Regions from separate parts of the Bombyx mori genome. Here region 2 is linked to region 1. The links are chromatin contacts, called in public Hi-C maps. All regions are on one chromosome and are shown on one strand. Each heading gives the region's core, a stretch centred on a gene start, on an enhancer-like site or on the middle of the called end of the contact. The rest is flanking DNA. Distances are from core to core; before and after follow the strand shown. Region 1 overlaps LOC101741638 (semaphorin-1A). Region 2 overlaps LOC101741638 (semaphorin-1A).

Evidence for each region. A called contact is a pair of places that touch in the nucleus more often than the background predicts.
Region 2: a Hi-C map of middle silk gland shows a contact between it and region 1, with 1.6 times the contacts expected there. The contact joins two enhancer-like sites. A contact is called at or near these places in 2 of 7 Hi-C or Micro-C datasets (middle silk gland and whole pupa).

What each region holds. Positions count from the first base shown.
Region 1 is chr5:10,780,721-10,788,268 of ASM3026992v2, reverse strand. All of the region lies in intron 2 of LOC101741638 (semaphorin-1A), which reads left to right. It overlaps LOC101741497, which reads right to left. Exons shown (of 4, transcript XR_009973220.1): 4 at 5,354-5,489. It overlaps LOC101741401 (a long non-coding RNA gene), which reads left to right. Exons shown (of 4, transcript XR_009973222.1): 4 at 1-279. Among protein-coding and RNA genes, the nearest start is that of LOC101741401, 8.8 kb to the left of the region's middle. Within about 2 kb of position 3,843, at least 4 of the 8 cell types and tissues checked have open chromatin away from gene starts, as enhancers often do.
Region 2 is chr5:10,817,628-10,825,175 of ASM3026992v2, reverse strand. All of the region lies in intron 2 of LOC101741638 (semaphorin-1A), which reads left to right. Among protein-coding and RNA genes, the nearest start is that of LOC101741401, 28 kb to the right of the region's middle. Within about 2 kb of position 3,990, at least 3 of the 8 cell types and tissues checked have open chromatin away from gene starts, as enhancers often do.

The DNA.
Region 1 (7,548 bases), core at 2,594-5,093:
TGATAATCTTGGTGATTACAGTGAAGAGCAGGGAGAAAGGTTTCATCAGGACATAAAAACTATGGAGACAAGGTACCAAGGTCGATGGAATGTGAATATGATGGCTGATTACTGCTGGTCACTGACACGTGATATTACTGAAGATACTCACAAAAAAACTACACCCAGACGTAATTTTGTCGCGAAACGTAAAAGATGTCACTCTAAATAGTCCTCTAGCATTGTTTAGACTCAATGTTTTCTTTGTAAATGTTCAAATATATGTTTTTGTAATACGATTATTGATTTTTTCTTTAAATTTTGAAAAAAAATGCATTTTCCTTCTTTTAAAAAAATCTGATGTGATAGGGCAAAGATGTAGGTGTTTTTGTGTTTAAAATAGTATAAATTGGTGATATTTGTGGCTCAAATACAAACAACTTTCAAAAAATTTTCATTTGTCGGCCGGTGCTATTTACAATACTCAATATGTCTCTATTACAAGTTTTTTTTTTATTGCCCTTGTAGGCAGACGAGCATACGGCCCACCTGATGGTGAGTGGTTACCGTCGCCCATGGACTTCAGCAATGCCAGGGGCAGAGCCAAGCCGCTGCCTACCGCTTAATACTCTCCACAAGCCTCGTTTGAAGAAGGACATGTCATAGCGCTCGGGAAACACCGTAGAGGGGAGCTCATTGCATAGCCGGATGGTACGTGGCAAAAAAGACCTCTGGAAACGCACTGTGGATGACCGCAGTGGCTCCAGGTAGTATGGATGAACTCTACTCTACCTATGTATTTAAGGTATCAACACAAAATTCTGGTTATTGCGCACTCAAATACGGCCAAGGGAAAATCTGAGAACTTAGTTAAATGTTTTGGAACGAAGTTCCTTATGGGACGATGCGGAGGGGTACCCTAACCGGGAAAAAACGTCCGTAACGTAAGATTTTTATTATTTATGTATAGTCTTAGTATGATGGCTATACCGTGTCTAATGTATAGTCTACGTGATGACGGTTAATATTATTATTCATATAAATAGCTGTTTCTTTGTATATTATTATTATATATTTTTTATAAATCATTGTGAATAAAATAAAGTTGATAGCTTTGTAAAGTAGTTTTTTTTATCAATAAATAAATCTAAATAGAAAATGTATACCTGAATAATTATTTTCTTTATACCTCGAATAGAACTTAAAATTAATATTTTCCTATCCGGTGTCCCACGACATCACACATCTTTTTTTTTTATCGAACTAATAATGTTCTGCGGTATCGTTCTGTCTAACTTCAAAGCCCGCATTGATGTTGAGTATCGTGTGAAATTCAACGATTGAACCTCTTAGTTGGGCCTATTGTCATGCGTTAAGAACACAGGCGATTATAGTAAATTACTTTACTTGTTAAATCTAAGTAAGGTTTTTGTTTTTCGTAATCACAACAGCGCCATGAGCGACACAATATTATTCACACTTGTGAGAAATCTCGTTCTACAGCAATGGACATCAGCGGCTAAGCTATCTGCTTTGTTTCTGGCGTTCGTGAGACTAAAAATTTGAATAAGAAAACTTGTCTAAGATTCTCACACTCGGTATGTACTTTAGATTAATTAATCACATTTTTTTTGTAATCCATCCTTCTTAACAATGACCTCACGCTGTAGTTCCGAGTGAAACGGAAGTGAAACTGCAAAGCAACATAATAATTAAAGCCAAATAAAACTAGAGAGAGAGCTTTTAATTCATTCAATTAATATATGTAGTCGCATAGTGAATGTTAACATTTTACCAAATTATGCTAAAATTTGATAGAAGTAGGTACCGTACCGAAATTATGTAGATGCACTCTTGCTGCCTAGCTTATGGTGAATAATAACAAGAAGCCCCATGATAAAGACAAAAGTAAAAGATCACAGTTTCAACATGATATCTTTAATATTTGACAGATTCGTATTTTTTTGGCTCATTCCATTTTAATTACCCAAAAAAATATATGATAAATGTTTTATTTGTGTTCAGATAGTGCTATCATGTTGAATAAGTGTACGATACGGACGGTTTCTACATATATAAATGATAAAAGTAGATTTTAATTTGTTTTATGACCCAATTTGAGTTTTACTTCTTTTTATATTCTAACATTCCTGTGTTGTGTCCCAGTCTCTTATGGGAAGGAACGATTACTGATGCTTCAAAGCCCTTTCCAGTTTCACTAGGACACGAGGGCGAGCACGGGCTCAACCAGAAGGATTTGCATACTATAAATTCGATTATGCATACAAATTTCATGATCTCAGGAATCGTTTAAGTAGATCCTGTCATATTCATTGTACTTGACTATTGCTCATTTAGCATTGCCTTCGGTTTTTATGAGTCGTAAAGATAATTAAAACTATTTTTATTTTTAATTACGACTGACCGTCCGTGACCAAGAAAAAAGTAAAATATTCAAAATTTTCTACGATTATATATATGTATACTATAATATTATTGAATATTAATAAAAAACACGAGATTAAACCGTAAAAGTGATTTTTATATTGTTACTTTGTTTTAAATTAGTATAGAGAAATTCATGAGACATTTCCGAGCAAATAAGAGCATAGAATATCATGAATCGCTAAACTATGTAGACTATAATTAGTTTTTAATTCGTCTAAATCGTACTCTCTTGTACGTTAAAGCCATCTGTTTATTAGCAATGTCGGTTTATACGTAGGGATTACATACGCTCTCTTATCTCTTCACATTTTTAATTGACAAGTTCGTCGGAGAAACTTTAAGAGTCAGATGTTGGAGGTCAATGCGATTTAATTGTCACGATAAGAGGGCGGCGTTTCGCGTGGGAGTCGAGCAGGCGAGCGTGACGTCACACCAAGTAATTACACCGTCTTCCTACTTCCAAAGCCACAAGCATCAAAATCCAGCAAATAACACCTATTACACTATACACTAACCTATTGGTTAGTAGTAGTAAGGTGTTATTGTATAGGTGTTATTGGTTGTAATAACAATTTGTTGTTATTACAACCAATAACACCTATACAATAACACCTTCAATAACACCTATACACTTAAACACCTCGTTTTTAAAAGAACATCATATTATAGGAAATTGTAGTGCTATGAATCTTGAAGAAATGAATAGTTTCCTACAACGATAACGATAGGAAAACGCTAAGTTAGGTCTTTAGAAACAGAAATAAATATTGAGGAAAAGAAAACATTAATAAGCATTTTGATGGGATGGCAGGGAATCGAAAGAATAAAACAAAATATGACTATGTAATTCTGCGGCGTTTATGAAAAAGTCTCAAATTTCAAGTTTTGCTATTATTAAATAAACTATACCTGCTTACATTTAAATTTTAAATATTATTATTATTATTGTTTTTGGTACAATCCATAACCCAATTATTTATTTAAAGAATATATATGCTATAAAGATAAAGTAAGATACCTTAAGTATTTTTAAAATTGTCATTTTTTGTTCTCTAGTTCTTCAGAGGAGCCCTTGAAAGGAATGTCAGAGAAATAAATAGTACCACAGTAATTGGTCTTTCCAATTCCTATTAATCGTATATGTAAAGTCATAGGCCATCTTTTTTGTTTTCTCGTTTTAATTAATAATTTATTTAATTTAATAAGCAATTTGTATTTGTAGTAACAAATTAGTATTAATTATGAACGCAAAAAGCTATCTTGATTGGATATTTACAAATGAAAAACATAAACATGTTTACTGATTACATCATGGTTGAAACAGACATTGTACCGAGATAATATGTACTTTAATACTGAGGGCGCCCAGAGTAGTTCGGTCGTGGACACAGGTCACCGAGGATACACAATGAGTGACTTCCTGTCAGAGAACAAGGACATGGCGGCCGACACGCCGGTTCTCTCCTAACTTTACCTTATACATTGTCCTGCCCTACAAGCCTCTATCTATTTTCAGTTTCTCAAGGTCTATGTTGACATTCTGGTTCATAGCCTTGACTTTTACTTCGATACAAAAGTGAATGCGATAATTTTTCTTGTAACAGCATATTTGTTGGTTTTGGTTTTATTTTAAATAACGACTTTAGGGTAGCTGACTAGTGAACTGCGTTACAGTGATCTTTAACGGAGTAGTAATTAGTACATTGCAGGAAATTGTGAACAATCGAGAACACACTGCACGCCATATTTCTTTTAGAAAAACCTATAAACATATTTATTTATTGCATATTTCTGTATGTGCCTATCTCAAACCTAAGAACGTTTGCAATAGAAGAGTGCTCATAGCTCAATAATGGTTTAAGCCTAGTAAATGTTAAATCTCATGTAGATAAGCTTATTAAAAATATGAATATCAGTCAATAAAATATTCATATAAACAGTATAAGTACCAAAGCAGTCGATATCCCGGTACGCGTGATCTCAGGTCTCGTAAACAAGCGTAGCGCTATGAAACTGAACTCAAGATCTGATTCAATTACATGTATAATTAAATCTTACGGTTGGGAAACGACGTGTGCCGGGAGCATTTCTCAGTTGCACGGGATGAAAGAGCATAGTCCAGGTGAAACTGCGGCCGGTTGGTGACCGCCGTTGACCTCGTACCAATTACGCGCCCATTAGCGCACCGAGCACAATACCTCGCTATTTAACTGATGTCCAGCTATCCGTACCCGCCGCCGCCTCTATTTGAATTAGACGTACCGGCAAGACTATCAAAAATGTATTAGCTACATATTATCTAGATTATGATATGTGAGGATCATTCATTTTTTTATTATTATGAACACTAAGAAAAAGTTTGTGAGAATACCATGAATGCGGAATAAATCTGAAGTATTTGTGATACTACTTTGACTTTTGATCATGTTTTACATACATAAACATAATAAATCTTCTTTAGGAAATAAAGCGATTGTTCTGCTATTAAAACTAAAACTCAAAGTAAATACATACAAATGTTACATGTAAAAATCGGAGTCAGATTTTTTTTTTTTTTTATTGCCCTTGTAGGCAGACGAGCATACGGCCCACCTGATGGTGAGTGGTTACCGTTGCCCATGGACTTCAGCAATGCCAGGGGCAGAGCCAAGCCGCTGCCTACCGTCTACCGCTCTCATACGAAACAAGCCATTTGGTATTACTGCATTTTTATTTATAATAACCGCACTTTTATTCAAAACTTATCTTGTTGCCCATCCATATTATGTACAGTGAAGAATATGGGTTTTTCTTTACATGTGGACTTGAATACTTATACCTTATACCTTAAGATTCAAATAGAACAGACCTGTGGAATTATTTAAGACTCAATTTTCTTATAAATCGCGTACTTCCAAATATAGATATAGAAAACAAAAGGCTTAGATAATTAATGTAATAATTTAATACAAACAACAGATTCGTAGAAAGGGTATTTCACTTCAAAACTTCCAAGGATTGTTTATCGCTCGACCATTGAAATATATTTACAACGAAGAATAGATTCGTTGCTAGGTACATGTCTGCAACAAATACCAAAAGTGTGATTGTAATAACCATAACTGGAATGATAAAAATAAACCTGCATTCTTCAGTTACGATTCTTGAACCATTCATTCAAAGGTATGTTCGTAATCTTCCGTGAAAGATATAAAATGCCATCATGATTCCTTTCGTAAGAGTCATTACCATGCCGCTCTAATTCTTTGGTCACGCAAGCGATGTTATAGCTATTGTCAAAAGTATTAATATGTGCGGCGTGTTCCATCAAAAGTCTGTACTTTAAGAAATCTTGTTGATATCAAAAAATTTTTGACATACAACTTTTAACATAAGAATAACGTTCTATTTGATCACATGGCTGGATGGTCTAGTATTTAGTGAACCTGGCTACCGTACCAGGGATATCGGGTTCGAACTCCAATCGAAGTCACTATATTTTTATAGATATTTCATATTCGAATTCTGTTTATAGGCACTTGTCCTCGTTTAATAGGGTATCCGGCAGGGTGATGAGAGAGATGCGCTCTCCGTGAATATTTTGTGTGAATACCAATAACTCAATTAACCATTTCCACAATATTGTATTTATTACGAAATTTATCAATTTAGACTTTTTTTAATTTAATTGAATTTTCCTTTCTCTAACTTTAAAATAAAAGAACATAGTAAATCAGTCTTAAGGAGGAATATCAGAGGTCAGCGGATTAAGGATTTTTCACACTTAATATCTAATTTACACAATACATTAGTATAAGGGAGTGTATTTTTGCAAGGCTATTTATATTGTGGAACGACGCCGGCACAAGAACCTCTTTACTAGGTGTTTTGTACAATAGCTTGAGATAACGACGTCGTTTTTTGCCAAAATATATTGTCCCGGCTTTGTGGCACACTCCGCACTCGGGTTGCTGATATGCAAATAGGCTCCAACGAGATCGTAAACCGACTCTTATCAGATAACGTAATTCGGCGCTAAGTTATATCAGCCAAGTCAAATAATTCCAAGATATTAACTTATCAAGTACACTGTCTAATTTTATTTCGTGAGATTTGCAATGCATAAAATATAAGTTACATACAAAGTTAAATTTAGATTGCTTAGGGAGCATTTTATCATACGATGAATAGGCCTGCTTGTGACAAATGTTCGCGATAACCCACCGCGGCGTACCCGTTTCCACTACCTGCTCTTCCTATCAGTAATCTTATACTTCTAACTTATCTCTCGTAATACGTTATTTAGGAGAAAGTTCAGTATTATATGGACACATTAATAGTATGTCTTACTGGTGGTAGGACCTCTTGTGAGTCCGCGCGGATAGGTACCACCGCCCTGCCTATTTCTGCCGTGAAGCAGTAATGCGTTTCGGTTTGAAGGGTGGGGCAGCCGTTGTAACTATACTGAGACCTTAGAACTTATATCTCAAGGTGGGTGGCGCATTTACGTTATGGATGTCTATGGGCTCCAGTAACCACTTAACACCAGGTGGGCTGTGAGCTCGTCTACCCATCTAAGCAATAAAAAATAAATAAATAAAAAATACGTCAGTGAAATCTTATAATTTTGTATCACGCCAAAAAATTATTATAATGTTTTTAAAATTTAGTTTTGCTTTTTACAATTGGTGAAACGGTAGCTTTGTGACCGTAACAACGTTCTCGCAGGTAAGGTCCCAGACAACATCTGGCACGAACCGAAAAATAATCCTACAACAGGTACAAAATGATTTTAGACTCACACCAAAATAAGTGGAAAACCTTTATAAATATTAAAAGTACAAAATTTTTTTACACTAAAGTAATACCTATGATTTCAATATTCAATTTTATTATAATTTGAACTAAAGCAATATCTCTACATACTATTATTTTCCTAGAAATTCAATCTCGGCAAATGAATCGATTTTAAGTATGTACATAAAATAATTAGGTTTTTTCCGACCATAATTTCATTACAATACCTTAGACGTGGGCTGTTTAGAGCATCGAAGAATAAGAAGAGTCCAAAAAAATTATGACATGAACTGGCGGGTCATAAACAATCGGACGTCAAGGAATAAAAATCCGCGGCTATTTTCA
Region 2 (7,548 bases), core at 2,741-5,240, 37 kb before region 1:
CCCGTAGGATTAGTACCGGTTATTTTTCAGCTGTGCAATCAATACCCATTTGGAGGAAAGGATAGCTGCTATTCAGTCTCAAGAGGAGCAATAGGATTTACCTTGGTCTTTATGGACTTTAGTAGCCGCTTCACTATAAAATGGCGCTTGCAAACGTATGTAAGTGAGCACGTCAGTCTATTTATGCTTGTAAAAACCACTGAAGTATGAACCTTCTATGGTAAAAACATAAACCTTCAAGTCATGTTGTTGTTGAAATCTATATACTAGATACGAATATACTAGTATATACTAGAAAGTATTTGATTGATGTATTGAAGATTATGGATCGGTTTTATGTCCTTTTTTGTTTTATATGAATTGAATTGATTGATACCCTATTGACCTAACAAATAAAATAGATAATTTGCTTAGTATCAAATAAAGTTTGATTCAAAAACAGAGGCACGTAAGTCAACAACTAATGGCAAAAACTTTCCAAACAACCGTTGCCATTTGTACGGGTTAAACTTACAAAAATGCTCAGACATACACGAAACCACAATTTGCAACAAAAAGGAGTTCACGCGCGTGACATACGTGTAGAATGCAAATAACACATACAGCAAGAACAAACTAAGAAGCGGTAGCGCCGCGCCGGCAATGTCTTTAGCGATAAATCGTCAGCGAACAACTCATACTTTGAAAACGATAACTAAAATAATAGGTACTTATACCATTTATGTTGAAAAATATTGGTAAACACACACAATTTATTCAGCTGTTCATTGTTATAAACATAAATACAAGAAATAAAATGTATTACAATTTTTTCTTCAAGAGCTATTTATTCATACTAGAGGTCCCGCAGTAGTCGAAATTCGACTATAATTAATTGGAATTGTAAGTTTGTACACTATTATGATTGTATTTTATACTTCTATAATCACAAATTTCGCCAAGACTACACTATAAAAAATATTAACAAAGACAAACAATATTTAATCTATTCTCAATTTGACAACAGACGTCAAGAACAAAAGTTTGACAATAAATAGTAGGTATGCATGCGTGTGTGCGTCAAATACATGGTATGTAGTGTGTGTAATGTTTTCTTTATTGATTTAATGTATCTTTTATGCATTATTTAAAAAAAAATTAGCATTGTGCACTTCTTCTCTATATTCTCTATAAGTGTGGAAAGTTTCATACTCCTCCGTCCGCGCAATTTTCGTAAAAAGGGATACAAAGTTTTTGCTTCACGTATTAATATATAGATAGAATTATTGTGGTAAATTTTAAAGTAACTGTTTAACTTAAAAATCTCCAATACTGTATAAATGTGGTATTTTTATCACATCGTCCTTTTATGTCCTATTCTAATTTTAAAAGGTCTTCTGACTTACCGTTCATCATTAAATTTTAGAATCCTAACAGCTAAATGAGATTGTTATCCCTTGAAACTAGACTTAAATGCTATTTAAGCTACAACTACGTACTATAAACCGTCTGAAACTAAAGTGGTGAAAGTACGTTAACCTCCATTGAAATTTGAATAATATAAATGAATTCTAAAAGAACATACTAAGAAGAAAACGTTCTAGTATTTTTACACGATTAAAGTTTCTGAAGTTTGGCTTAAAAATATTGTTAATAAAGTGGCTCTTTCACAATACAAGCAGTGCGATTATGGAATTCTCTCCCTCAACCTATTCGTGCTAGTCCCTCTCTAGAAGTTTTTAAGAGTCAAATGAAGATACATTTCCTGTCACTTTAATTGTATTTAAGTTATTGTTTTATGTATGTTTATTTATATGTACTTTTCATTTTATATTAGTTTTTTTTTAAAGTTTAGTTTAAAATTCATGCTTTAATTAGCTTTTATATTGTACACTATTCCCCTGTTATACATCGTATTTCTCTCTGCTAATGGTTTGCTGGAAGAAAACTCATGAATGAGTTAAGCTCGCCTTTGTACCTACATAGTATTTGGACATTCTTTAAATCTGTTTTATTGTATTTTCTTTTTGTGTACAATAAGTATAAATAAATAAAATAACGTACTCATTGCTGTTTCAAAGCAGAAAAGTAATGCAGAAGCAGTCTACGTCGGCCGTTCGTCTGATTGGCTTTATTTGCGTCTCGGCGCCTTGTCTATAAAAAGAACCCGCAGCACACACGCCACGACGTTCGTCTGCCATTTCGTCTCCCTGAACTTATTTCATGTCTCATCTAACTGGTTCACGGCTTAAATAAAATACAAAAGAGTGTCTGTGAATCTGTGATTCAGTCAAGCGGTTTACCCTTTTACTTTTGACTCACCCTTGCACTTAATAATAAGTCGATACGATGACTAAGTATATATGTGTAATTAGATTTTACTAACGAAAGTACTAACTTTGTTGCCTGAAATACGTACTTAACAAATGTTCACGATTGACTTCCACGGTGAAGGAAAAACATCGTGTAATAAAAATGAAACCCACAAAATTATAATTTGCGTAATTACTGGTGGTAAGAGCTCTTGTGAGTCCGCGCGGGTAGGTACCACCACCCCGCCTATTTCTGCTGTGAAGCAGTAATGCGTTTCGGTTTGAAAGGTGGAGCAGCCGTTGTAACTATACTGAGACATTAGAACTTATATCTCAAGGTGAATGGCGCATTTACGTTGTAGATGTCTATGAGCTCCAGTGACCACTTAACACCAGGTGGGTTGTGAGCTCACCCACCCATCTATGCAATAAAAAAAGCTTTATTAAATATTCGGTTAAGAGCCGCTCAAGTCTAGCGTAATATTTGTATTTGTTAACACATATCCCTGTTGGTGGGATGTGTGTAATATTTGGCATCGTGCGTCGAAAGCTGAGTGCCAAGCCGCAAGGTGGTGTGCGCCGTGTGTAACATTATCCTGATGGAAGTGCGGTCACAGCTGGCTCTCGGCCTCACCGCCGCCGCCGCGCCGCTAGGAGCCGGCTTGTTGCAACGCCCGCAATATTATATTAAACATCGCAAGCACAACGTATAGGACGTAGGTACAAATTTTTCGGTCATATTGCAACGTCAATTCAGTAAACAAAATTTAAAAAAAAGTCGGTTGTCTGTAAAGTCGGTTTACTGACGATAGTTGAACGTGACAACGTTATAAGAAAATGGAATCAACCAATGGAATGGTTTCGTTTTTAAGTTATCGCAATTATCGTTGCTTTAAACAATTGACACCACATTCACTTTTCACTGAACTTCATACTTGATATGACGAAAACATGTAAATGTATTATTGTATAGCAGCTGTCCACGCGGATGCATCGCTCACTCAAGTAGGAGAGAGACAGATGTCGAACGCTGCCGAACGCTGAGGCCGATTGTGCCTCTTTGTCGCTCATTGCGCGCTCTGCACTTCAAGCCTTAACTGGAACGCCTCAGAGCGAGGTAACGCCACATGAGTCATGTTTTTTCATGCGTGCAGCCGGCTCCATCGAATTATAAGACGTTGTCACGTCAAAAGGACTAACTTCCTTTAAATTAAAATACAATTTGTTTGTTCATTGTCCTAATCCTCCAACTGCGTTTACATTCTACAATAGTTCCAAGCAACAATTAAGAATTACTACTACTTGTTATTTCTTCATTATTGAAAATTTTATATTTTTAAATGTAGAACAATAAAATAGATTTATTAACGTACATTTTGATCACACATAAAATAACACTAACATATATAATAGGAATACAAGCTGAGTTATCAAAAAAGTAATAATATTCTTCCATCTTCATCCAAGGAATAAGGAATTATAATACATAAACTGAGTAACATCTTTACCTACTTTGAGTAAGCGAAACGATTGAACATGACAAAAATCTTCATCGAAATTCTTATAGTGACCAATAACTTTCTGCAATTAAGCCCTTTATTATAACTTTAAAGTGGGAGGGTGGACAAGACAGTGCGTGTCCTGACGGCGCCGAATAGACGGCTATGGTGACTCACTGGGCTCTCCACACTGGTACGAACCCTCCAATCGTTAGCAGCAAATATACCCCATTATTGTGTACTAAAATAGGAACGCGAGCACGTCACCCGTCGTCAAAAGTGTTTAAGCAAAAAATTAATTCCCCATTTATAAACAATCTTGGTATTCCTGCAGTTTTAAGCATAGGTATTTAATTACTAGAACGACAACGCTTATCTATCATGATGGATTATTCTGTTTTATTGGCTTCTAAAACATCATATCCTAGGCCATAAGGTTTAAATATAATATTATATTGAACACAGCCTAATCGCTATATGTATTATTTCTAACGTATCGAATACTACGTGGCCACAGAAAACTCCGTGTTAGGTAGTTAGGAAATCAAATCAAGTTTTTGAGCTTTATTACAGTAGATGAGCAAATGAGAGTTTGCTTAATATGGGACGTGAGGTAATAATTTTTTTCGAATTCAAAGTAACGATTTCAATCTTCATCGTATGTAATAATAATGAAGCATATTATACGGATGATGAATATGTAACAGTGTGTTGGGGCCAGTCGCGTGACATGCACCCTCGCGCGTCCTCCCTCGCACGCAACCAAATTAGTTAGTCCCCGCTTATGAAAATGTCAGTATCTGCCCGTAGCCGTATTTAAATATTTAAACGTTCATTTAAATATATAACATTCGGTCACAGCATATAAAAACAGCTCTTAAAAAAATAACGAGCAAGAATTACTTTGCGAAATATTATTCGAGTAGCTTTTAGGTACTGCAAAATTATAATTTGCGTAATTACTGGTGGTAGGACCACTTGTGAGTCCGCGCGGGTAGGTACCACCGCCCTGCCTATTTCTGCCGTGAAACAGTAATGCGTTTCGGTTTGAAGGGTAGGGGAAGCCGTTGTTACTATACTGAGACTTTAGAACTTATATCTCAAGGTGGGTGGCGCGTCTACGTTGTAGATGTCCATGGGCTCCAGTAACCACTTAACACCAGGTGGGCTGTGAGCTCGTCCACACATCTAGGCAATAAATAAATAAAAACCTACCTACTTATGTCTTTTTTTCACAAGCGGTTTCGTAACTTACGTAAAAACGATTTCCCTGTCCGTGATATTTCCTTGGAGATGCAAAGCAATTTTCTGCTAGAGATAACCTCTATAAGCGAATTTGCTTACATGCGATGTTTATTTGGAGAAAAGAGCGCCAAATTCTGAAATTGACGGTTTTCGAAGACTCCATATAGGTACCTACTCGCGACACACATCACTCGCACATTATAGTAAAAAAAATTGGTTTTCTTATATTCATTACCGTACAATACTTACACGTATTATTATACATATAATTACAATTAACAAAGATATTTCAAGATAATGCATATGAATACATAAATTCAATAACAAGATTATAATTCATATGAATACATAAAAAGGTATATTTCTGCCGCGAAGCCGTCATGCGTTCCGGCTGTACATAATACATTAAGACCTCGACCTCAAATTTTCAAGATGGATACCCACAACCACCACAGGGACCACTTAAGATCAGGTGGGCTATAAACTCGTTCACTCAACTGAACAATAAAAAAATACGTTACAACATGCGACATAGTTCATTCAAAAACTCTTAAAATGTAAACTTGAAGACGATTTCGAATAAGCTGTCAAAATACATTGAACATATGTTATTTTAAACCGACTTTAAGCGACGTTCAATTAGAATAGTAGGTGTTTTCAAACCAATTCATTGACAAGCAGTCTTCAAGCGACATAGATAAGAAATTAAGGCGAATCAAATCATCTGGTTAATTCGTATCCAAAAACTGCTAAGCTTGTCCAATTAATTTGTTAAGATCAACAAATAGACGTAGAGGCGCTTGGTTATCTCAATGAAGTCTGACCAATTACTGTCAAACTTCCGTTACTATTGAACTTGTCATTTTATTTCATTGCCATCAGTAGAAAATTAAGCTTATGTTGAAATACTATAAAGAAAGCTATCAATTGTTCTTGCACTTCTTGTTTTTTTTTTATTGCCCTTGTAGGCCCTTGATGGTGAGTGGTTACCGTCGCCCATGGACTAAGCCACTGTCTACTGCTTGTGTTCTCTGTGTCTTGTTTGTGTTCATAGCTATATATATTCGCTTTTTTGATTACGATAGTAATAGATATTTTGAATTATCTTTTCTTTTGTGACATTATGGTCACTTATGTTACTAATTGCCGCAAAGTAAATTCAGTGAGTGGAATTTTTGTTCAGCTAATAACGGAATAAAATGGAAAAAAAATCCAATTCTTTCCTTTCTTTAAAAAAAACCACATCACAAACTTTACTAATAGCCACCATTTATTGATAATTTTTCTTTAAAGTAACGACACTTCTGTAACGAACTATACTTAATAGAATCGAGATACGATTATAGAATCGATCCGGTGGTATACGATTCACAACACAAAATCGTGCATCCCTAAATTGCATACATCCATTGTCCGTAAACTTCACTCATTGTTCCAAACTAGGAGTTGAAACGATAATTTTAAATTGGATGGAGAAAGTCGCAACACTTTCTAATTCAATTGGTTCCCATTGATCCAGTATTTTCTAAACAAGTCTGTGATAAACTAGAATGTAAACATGTACTGTTTTACTGAACTGATTTTTGAACGTTTACAAATACTCAACAAGCTGACGTTGTGGTTTTAATTTAAAACGGATCTAGAAAATACAATTTAAAATAAACTCGATTGTGATTAACCATCATCATCATCTCAGCCTATGTCCATTGCTGTACATAGGCCTCACAAATTGAACTCCAGTGCGGCTAGTCCGTTGCCACCTGCATCCAATGTGACCCAGCGAAATCAGCTTTATTTCGAAACATCACAATCCAACAAATGGTAGGGCTCTCTGTCAGGGATAAGGCGTAATATTGTATTCTCGTACCAACTGATGCGATGATAGGATCGGGCAGATTTCCCAGTGCGTCACATCGTCGGGTCTCACCGCGATTGTGTGTAAAGAATTGAACCTAAAAGTCCTAGTAAATGCATTAGGCGTGATGAGTTGGCACAGAGCCTATTTCAACCCGGCTCCCCGTGGGGCTGTAGTGATAATTTGCGCGAGCCAGCCCTACCCGCTCTCCTAGCCTTGTAGACTTTGATCTGTCTTGGCATATGGATCATGACAACGCTTGTATGGAAAAATGATGACGTCTTTTATAGTGTTCTAATTTAACAAACCCACAACATGGCTCCAGAACGTGTGATGATGATCGAATAATACAAGCCCCGGCTTCGAAAGGGCCCGTAGAAATCCAGTGAAACTGACACAGCATGGACTGACGCTCAAAGGAAATCAAAATATTCAAGAAGACGCTATTAAGTCGCCATAACTCTATTTCTCCGAAAAAATCGCCAAAAAATATAATTATATAGTTACCTCTTTTCCAAAAACATCACACAAAAACTATACAAAACCATTTTAAACGAGTACATATTATTTTAATTTCGTAAGCCCTGCTCATGTAAGCTGTTCCCTTGAAAAAATCTTTTTTGAACAGGCGAACAGGAGAAAGAAAAAATACTCAACC